Linked DNA regions of Rattus norvegicus: region 1 is linked to region 2. The links are chromatin contacts, called in public HiChIP or PLAC-seq maps. All regions are on one chromosome and are shown on one strand. Each heading gives the region's core, a stretch centred on a gene start, on an enhancer-like site or on the middle of the called end of the contact. The rest is flanking DNA. Distances are from core to core; before and after follow the strand shown. Region 1 overlaps LOC108349917 (a long non-coding RNA gene). Region 2 overlaps Mef2c (myocyte enhancer factor 2C).

Region 1 (4,817 bases), core at 2,283-4,782, 420 kb after region 2:
ATATATAATTTTGTTGCCACCCACCCCAATTGGGCTTCCATTTCAATCCTTCAGCCCTATCAGAGAAAACAAGCAATTGTCAGAACAGGAACCCCAGCTGAGGGCTGGGGGCTGCGATCACTCGCCCCTCTCTTGCACAATTCCATGCCAGTAGCTATTGGAAAGGGAAAGAAAGAGAAGTCTGCCACTGTGGCCTGTGGAAGGAAGGGGGCAGAGGGGCACCACTTCAGTCTCTAGGCTCTCGTTCCTTCTCTGCATCGTCAGAGAAAAGAGATGCTCTTCATTCACAAAAGAAAACAAGAAAATCTCTATAATTATTTTTGGCTCAGCTCCATTGAAATCCATTCTCCTGGAAGTGTTTCTGTTTTAGATTAAAACAATGCTTACGAGCATTCACTCTCTGCTCTTGCTAATTTCTCTCTCAGTATTTCTACACAAACCCCCATTCCTCACCGCCAAACACCATCCATTTTCCTCTGGTATTCTTCAGTTTTCAATGGTTTTGGCGCTCTCTCTCTCTCTCTCTCTCTCTCTCTCTCTCTCTTTCTCTCTCTGCCTTTCTTAATGTTTTTTCCATCTATCATCTAAATGAAGTTTGAGTGAAAAGCTGCAAACACCAAGCCTCCCAGTGCCTATTGAAGGTCTCCATGTTTATTGTCAACTGTACAATCTGTCACCACTTGCAATCTTGAAATTTCCCCCATCTGATGTCACCGTGTACTTCAGAATAGTTGATTTGTGATGTGTTGTTTTGAGCCAAAACTAAACAACAACAACAATAACAACAACAACAAAATATCCAAACCCCACTACCACCACCAAAAACCAGAAATCAGATCACTCCTCTCCTTTTGTGTCTTATTAATAAAATTAGAATTTATTTTGCGCTCTCTCTCTCTCTCTCTCTCTCTCTCTCTCTGTCTCTCATCAACATCTAATTCACAAAAGATAAACTCTTTTTTGCCCATAGTAGATGACAGTTATTAACTTCTTGCAAAAAAAATACTTGAAAATCACTATTTTTAAATCTAAATCCCATGACTTAGTTGTAAGGGTTAAACATATTTTTGTATCATTAACTTTAATTTTGTTTCTCCTCTTCAGAGAAAAACTTCTACCACTTTTGTTTCTGTTAAGCGGAATCAATTTCAGCACATGTAATTCTGCATCTGTACTTAACTAAAGTTACCTTTGTTATGAATCGTCCTCTTGTCTCTCATCTCTCCTCAAACAGTGAGTTCTTTGGGTTCCCCATATGGGGCAACGATTTTACTTAAAATGACTTAAATTTTGTGCAATTTCAATTTCTCAAGCTTTTCAATTCTTGGTAACTGTAGGCAAAATTTGCTAATAAATCTTATAATAAAAGGGGTGATCTCATACCTAATTTCACTAGCATTAATGAGTTCTGCTGTTTCTCACTCTCTAATTGCAATAATTAATTTGTGTTCATTTCAAATTCTCAGCACCATCACCCATGAAGTTTGCACCCTGTTTAGGGGCGCATCCCTACTCCTGTGAACAATGGCTGGTTTGTGTGGGAAGCCTTATCCCCTCTGCATTAGCTTGGCAAACGAAACAGAATCCTGACAGTTGCCCAGAAGTGAGATTTTCTATCTGCCCAACAACAGGACAGCAGCGTGGAACTGTATATTAAGAAGAGTTTGGGAATCTATTTATGAGACTCCATATGATCCCTGATTGCTGGGCTCCACTTGATTTACCAAATAAAGTGGGGGTAACCTTCTATACACACGCACTCGCACACACACACACACACACACACACACACACACACTGCAGTTAATTACACTGTAAACATTTAATACACATTCTTTTTCTCCTTTGCCCTTTTCAAAAGGAAAGGTGGTAATTTATATGTACTCTGGCTCATTCCACTCATTGTTTTATTTCTTATTGTTCTGGCTTTCTTTCCTTTCAGTGGAAAAGAGGCGGACATGTTTGGGAAGACAAAAATGTTTACCTAGTTAATATTTTCATATAAAGAAACAGTCTAGGCGCCTTCTACATTGTTGCATGGCCTTTGTTACGCCACTAATGTGGAAGCTGCATTTTAATTACAAATACTGTAAAGGGAATGCAATAGGAACACATAGCCCTTGAGTGTTAGCCAAATGACAGCAGGTTTAATAGCACGAATGGCTAGGCTTGGGATCCATATGTACGTTCAACTCACACATTGAGGCAACGCAATAAAGCAGGGAGAAAGCAGCTGATACACAAAAGGGACCGTCTAGACAGTGCCCCATCAGTCTGGCTAAATTTGGTGCTGGCATTCCCAATGGGATTGTAATATAATTGTTCTGGTGTCTGCGTTCATTCCCCTTGTCAAACACCATTCCAAAAACACATCCTTCTCCCCCCCCCCAATCCTTCGTCTTCCACAAATATGAAACCCAAACTATGCAATGCTGGAGAGGACATTAGATGTCCCAGGCCCAGGAAAACATTACAATTCAGCAGAATTACACTGTTTAATTTCTTTTTTTAAAACTATCCCTCTTTCAGATAACTCATATGCAATTAATTTCACTGAATTTTAATAATTTAAAATTACAGAAAAATTTAAATGCAAATACAAACAACCTTAAAATATTGAGCATCATAGATGAAAGCAAACAGGCCTTCTATTCCTTTGTACTCATTAACCTCTGTTACAAAATTTAACAGAAGTCAGAGCTGTGGAAGTATAGAGAAGGACATGGATCATAAATTCTAATGAGGAAAAGGCTAATGAAAGCTGGGTTAAGCAAAAGCACTGAAAAATATCAATTGTGTGGTTTTTTTTTTCCTTTCTTGAGTTTAAAGCCACTGTATGTTCTTTCTCTCTAAACAGCTCATGAAAGTTACATTTCTGTGAACTTGTGAATGAATGATTTTATGTCTTTGGAATTTTAGAAGAGAAATCAGCAATTCCTATCTACTTGTTTGTAATAGCTAACAATTTATATTTTAAAATATTCTAGTTTAAGACATCAAGAAGAAAATGAAAATCATTACTTAAAGAATAAAATAAAATGCACAGCATTAAGATGAACAATGCATAGATTATTGATTAAAATGTTTATAATGTAAAAACTTCTATAGCACTGAAATTAAAACTGTCAGACCCCCCAACCCCCAGGAAAATACAGAGTTGGAGATTGTTCATAATCTAACTGTGTCCAATTATGTTGTTATCTATGGACACTGTTAAGATGTTTACATCAGTTAAGAAGCTCATTTTTATAGTCATTTTTTAATACCCAGAAAAAGGAGCTTGGGAAAGAAGCTTGGCTGTCAAGTGGGTCTGCGCACCTGAGAGTGGGTCTGATGTGTTTTTCTGTTTGGGCACTTGACTAATCTTTCCCTGGTGCAATAAAGAGAATTGTCTCCCTGCTTTCTAGCACTTTGGTGATAGCAGATTAGGATCCCAAGTGAGTGAAGCAAGTCTAACTGCATCAGGAACCACACTAATCTAGAAAGATACCAAAGAAAATACTTTGGGATCTAGATGCTGGCTGAACTTCAGGAGGCCAAGAGGCAAAACACACCTACCATAGCCTGACACAGGCAAGAAGACCTCAAGGCACAAGGCGTCAGCACACACAAAGACAACCCCAAAGAAAACTACAGTTACAGCATCAGGGTACCCAAATACAGTTTAGAAATGGCCTAAAATTCTCATGTGGGAACGGAAGGTTAACTATATGATTAAGAGATATATTGTTCTGTTTTTAATCAAAAAAGAAAGAAAGAAAGAAAGAAAGAAAGAAAGAAAGAAAGACTTCATATTTTTTTCCCTCTCATATATAAAATTCTCATTCTGAATTTACACACGGGCACTAGAAGTATGGTAATTAACAGAGTCAACAATACAATATTTTAACAGAACCTCCACCTGCAGCTGGTTCTTTGCTTGTAATTGTTTTATTATTCACTTTATTTCTTGAGCATGCACTGGTGGGAAGCAAAGAAAGGCATACTGTAGGCCTCTCTCAGATGAAACGCTGTAGCGAAATCTGAGTTTTATACTTGGTTTTCAAACTATTGAATAATATCCTATGAGACCTCTTAGGTCTTAACTGGATTAAAATGAATATATTTGTGCTCCTGCTCTTCAGCTAACTAATGTGCATGTGAATTGACGCTGCAAGGGAGCTACACTGAGAGTAGATGCAGGGGACAGGCCGAGTATAGCTGTGCAAAGGAGTGGGCAGGCTGCCTCTGCCTCAGACAAAATGAAAATGAGCAGGCCTTGGGGTCTGGTGCATTTTGTCAGGGCCAGGAGAGCAGCTGAGCTGAGGGATGAAGGGGGAGGGGCAAGGGAGGTGGAGAACAGGGTGTGTGTGTGTGTGTGTGTGTGTGTGTGTGTGTGTGTGTGTGTGTGTTCGCTCTAAGGTTTTAGTTATGACTGAGCATGAGGTTTTTGTTTAGTTGTCTCCCAGCATAAACAGCCCTGAGTTTCAGGTTCAGGGTGGAGTGCACCCACAGGGAATGTCAACCCAGTTCTCTTTCTGGCCTTTCCATGTGGTTGCTACTCAGAATGCCGCCGTGGCTGGGAAGAAGGAGTGGGATGGGGGGGGGGGGGGTGAAGTAAGAGCCGGGGGTCTGTCTGCAGCTGCCCCTCTCACACTCGAATAAAAGAACTTTTTTTTTCAGGGGTAGGGAAGCTGTGAATACCTTTCCCAATAAGAGATGAGGCATATTGAAAACTATATTAAATTACCCTGATTAACAATTTAGCCACGAACAGGGGAGCTTTGGGAGATCTCTATAGGCAGGACTGGGGGCTATTCATGCCAGCAGCTAAGAGG
Region 2 (4,262 bases), core at 1,758-4,257:
AATATTTCTGCTAGGTTTAAATGAAGAGGGAGCGATGGAGGCCCAAGACCCAAGGAAAGCTCGGTTGAAGCAGCCAAGGACTCCATCCCTACCATTTCTTTTTGAACCAAATCGCCTGCATAACTTGACTTTAGTGTATGATGTGCACGTGCTCTTAATCCCTTCCCTACACCTCAGAGTAAGAACATGACCCAGTCTGTATGACCTCACCGTCAACACCACCCCCTCTTCTGTCACTGTACCTGTTCTCCCTACCACTGTCCCAGAATGGCTTTTGAAAGGTGTCTTCAGACACGGTCACGTCTCCATGTAAACTGTAGAAAACCCCAAGTTCTAACGTTTCTGTAAAATAAAGTATATAAACTGCTTTAGTGTCCAAGAGAATGAATCAGTTAAGGTTAAAAGGATTGATGTTTCCCGAGTCAAAGCATCTCAGGGACGTGCACTTCGTGCTCATTCTCTGCATAGGAACTGTATTTTAAGCAAAGAATGGAATCAATTTTAGCTCCACTAAAGTCAGTACTCCCAGAAACCTAAAATGGCCACTAAAATTCTCTCTCCAAACTGCACAAGTAGAATAGAACTCTTCATGTTTGTCTGTGGAAAGAAGTTCACTTCATCCTTTACAGCACTGTCCGCAAGGCAAAGCTTTATGAACTATGGAGCATGCGTTTTATGCATTGAGCTTACACGATGAGCACACACTAATTTCATGTAGAAAGATACGTGCCTGGAGAGGAACTCAACATTTTAGAGGAACAACCCTTGACTTTCAGATGTTTTTTGATTGCTGTCTAGAAAAGGACAACCCACTTTCTGGACAGTATTTTCCAGAAAAGGGACAACATTTTTGTTCTTGTTGATGATGACAAGACTCAACCCATACTGAGAAAGGAGCTGGGGGCAGAGGGGAGATTGAGTAAATACTACTCTTAAAGGTTAGGCAGGAGGACTGGGTGTGGTCCCCAGTTAGTGTCTGTACAGCCTGTACTAGGCCAGCCAGGGCTGCAGAGCCTGGTCAGATGATGCCTCAGCAACCACAGGTATTTACAAGGCTAGCAGAAGATTCAGAACAGCCAAGTCAGAGAATCCAACACCCTCTCCTGTCCTCCTCAGGGACCTGCACACATATGCCCAAACTCACACAGAGACATACACATATGCACATCAATAAAAACAAATGAATCTTTTTTTAAAAAAATTAGGCTGAGTGATACATGCACACCTATAACCCAGCACTTAGAAGGCTGAGACAGGAGGATGAAACATTTGAGCCCAGGCTGGCATATGTAATGAGACTGCCTCACAGGGAGGGGAAAGCTAAATAGAGTAAGAAAACCTAATTTTATTGGGGTGGCAGAGTGAGAGGAACTTAAATAAAGCTATCCACATTTTATCTCTGAGCAATCTGAAGGAAGGGTAGCTCTCTCAGATTAAAACGCTACATAGCGGGGTCAGAAGTACCTCAGAGGACGTGACAAGGTACCGACGTGCCTGGACCGCCCTCCCCCTACCTCATTCTCACTCGCACCTGTAGTCTCAAGTCTCACAATTATCTGTGGCTGTATTTCGTTCACGAGAACAAGCTACCGTATTACAGTTAAGTGATATTAATGCTGCCTACTCTTGGCAAGAAAGTAGCTCCGGTAGCAGAGATGGCCAATCTGTTGCAGTCCGTGCCACAGTGAAGTGAATTTGAGATGAAGACACCATGTAGAGCTCTGGGCTGCAGACTTAGTTCCACTAGCTACCCAGCTCAGAATAAGTCTGTGTTAAAGTGTAAATGAAATCCCGCCACCAGAGAAGGTGTTCAGTCATGGTAAAGAATTACCAACAAATAGACACTCCTTTTTTTGTGGGGAGCAAGACACTGTGAAACTTCTGCGTGGCCACTGATATTGGGAACGGGGACAAAGGAGAGGTTGTGATGACATCAAAGACACATCATCTCATTCTTATTACTTTCAACTTAATTTATATAGACGAGTTACCTATGGAACCCAACTCACTGAATTTTTAGGAGGTTCCCACTCTGTTGTGTTTAGAGGAGTGTAAGCTGAATGTCCCAGAGTGAAGAAAAGTATTTATTGATAAGCTGTGTCACTTCGAAGCTCCTTATTGGCATTCATTATTAAGCGCTGGTGTGATCCACGGCAGAAGCATTTAGTTAAATGTTAGTGAAATGGCTTTTCTTACCCAGAGCAGGAAAACTCTTCCAGAAGTCAAAAGATGATTTCCTCAAACATCAAAATGAATTGTGAAGTAACTTTGAACCAGTATAAAATAGTCCACTATTATGGAGCCTTTGAAATACAGGTGTTTTCCTGTCTCCCACCTTAATACGGCTTTGATTTAAAGACAATTTAATTAAAAGTCTTAGAAAATCAGAGAACTAATATAGACTAAAATAATAAGCTTCAGATAAGTAGTTCCACGGATAGACAGAGATTGAAAACTGTGTGCACTGGGATTGGCATCTGTATCTGAATGTGCAGACTGCCTAAACCAGAAGGGCTCATTAAAGCAGCAAAGAGCCCCCTTGATAATGTCCTCCATGTTAGCTCATTTACTAATAAGAAGGGGAAAGTCATCCCTTGCCAGTAGGTGGTGCTTTTGTATAAAACATTACTCAAAGATAAATTCGTTTCTGACTAATTTTCTATCTCTGTACATCTTAACCCTGTGTCACATCCCCCAAAGGCCAGCCCCACGTTATCCCACTGCAGTCTCTGAAATGCACTCACTGTTCAGAAAGACACTAGCCCACACGTAGTTCTCTCCGTCAGGGAGCAGCATACTTGCATGCATTAATAGGTAGGCTTGCTTCCTTTTGTTTAAAACCGGTGTCTCTGTACATATAATTATTTTCCGCGAGTATCCCGCAATTAAAGAGACTGCAGTACCTTCTTGATGGTGTAGCTGGATCAGATTGACTCTGGATGTGCATGTCATGAAGCAAGAACAAAGCAAAACAGAGAAACAAACAAAAATCGTAATGCTGATGCCAGCAGAGTGAGCACGGTTCGGCCTGCTCAGTCATCAATCCCCAGTCCACACTTAAGACTTAAAGCTTTTCTCTGAGGCTAACTGTTGTCCAGAGTCTCCCAGAATGCACTGTCTGCAAATCAGTGATGATTAGAGCCATAGTGATGGCTCACTCCTCCTTCTTCTCCACATGCTTTCCTTCACAAACAACAGATTCGCCGTTAACATTATTATAAGTAAGACAAGCGTTACCTTAAGCAACCATCGTCACTGCTGCTTAGCCCTGTTAAGATTAAAGGAATTGGGAACTACAGACAGGATTTTCATTCTAGACAGCTGCAAATGATAAAGTCCAGTTAGGTATCAGTTTTAGGGAGATGATTTTTGAAACAGTTTTTAAATTTTCTGCATATAATATTCAGTCTTTCTCCCTCCTTCCCCCCCCCCAAGCCTGACATCAGTTATATATAATTATACGGCGTTTGATGTGTGCTGTTCATTTGAGATTCTTACTGTTCGTTTTCCCTTAGTAATATATATCTCCAGTTATATGGGCATATCAGTTAGAGAGAAATTCTTATCAATAATGGGTTTTTTAAAAATAATCTCAAATACACAGACACTGATAAACCAAGAGAGTGCCATTCAAAGTCAAACACTGTCTCCCAAGGTTCAGAAAAGAACGGAACTAGTATAGGGGGAAATTCCATGAACGCAGAATGACTTTTGTACCTTTTGTACCGTGTCTTAATCCTTTATGAAAGGGTAATCTATACAGTTACAGAGTATTTTAGAAGCTGGAGATGATCCCCGAGGCCTGGGCCAGTTAAGTGGTGTATTTACCCCCAGGCAGGAGCATTCTCCGTGGCTCTAGGCGGTGCCGCCCCGCAGTGCCTAGCTGCACTCTCATTGTGGGCACGCACTAGAGTCTATGCAAGTCTTTTAAGCTGCTATGTTTGTAATGTGAGTTCCTGGGGCCTGCAGGCCTCCTCCATCTGTAACTGGGTTTCCTTTCCTCCTACAGAGCTTGCACTAGCACTCATTTATCTCAGAGTTCAAATCTCTCCCTGCCTTCTACTCAAAGCCTCAACATCAAGTCAGAACCTGTTTCTCCTCCTAGAGACCGTACCACCACCCCATCGAGATACCCACAACACACGCGCCACGAGGCGGGGAGATCTCCTGTTGACAGCCTGAGCAGCTGTAGCAGTTCCTACGATGGGAGCGACCGGGAGGATCACCGGAACGAATTCCACTCCCCCATTGGACTCACCAGA

The links. HiChIP or PLAC-seq counts read pairs in DNA pulled down with a chosen protein or histone mark.
Region 1: a contact with region 2 is called in an H3K27ac HiChIP or PLAC-seq map of oligodendrocytes, with 4 times the contacts expected there. The contact joins two enhancer-like sites. A contact is called at or near these places in 1 of 12 Hi-C or Micro-C datasets (frontal cortex) and 1 of 1 datasets of contacts at active chromatin or transcription factors (oligodendrocytes).

The regions. Positions count from the first base shown.
Region 1 is chr2:16,278,214-16,283,030 of GRCr8, forward strand. The region is part of intron 1 of LOC108349917 (a long non-coding RNA gene); the gene reads right to left. Among named protein-coding and RNA genes, the nearest start is that of Tmem161b, 170 kb to the right of the region's middle. Within about 2 kb of position 3,533, at least 28 of the 93 cell types and tissues checked have an H3K27ac peak or open chromatin away from gene starts, as enhancers often do.
Region 2 is chr2:15,862,829-15,867,090 of GRCr8, forward strand. Mef2c (myocyte enhancer factor 2C) reads left to right here. Exons shown (of 11, transcript NM_001399397.1): 11 at 4,010-4,262. The region is part of intron 1 of LOC103691412 (a long non-coding RNA gene); the gene reads right to left. Among named protein-coding and RNA genes, the nearest start is that of Mir9-2hg, 57 kb to the right of the region's middle. Within about 2 kb of position 3,008, at least 14 of the 93 cell types and tissues checked have an H3K27ac peak or open chromatin away from gene starts, as enhancers often do.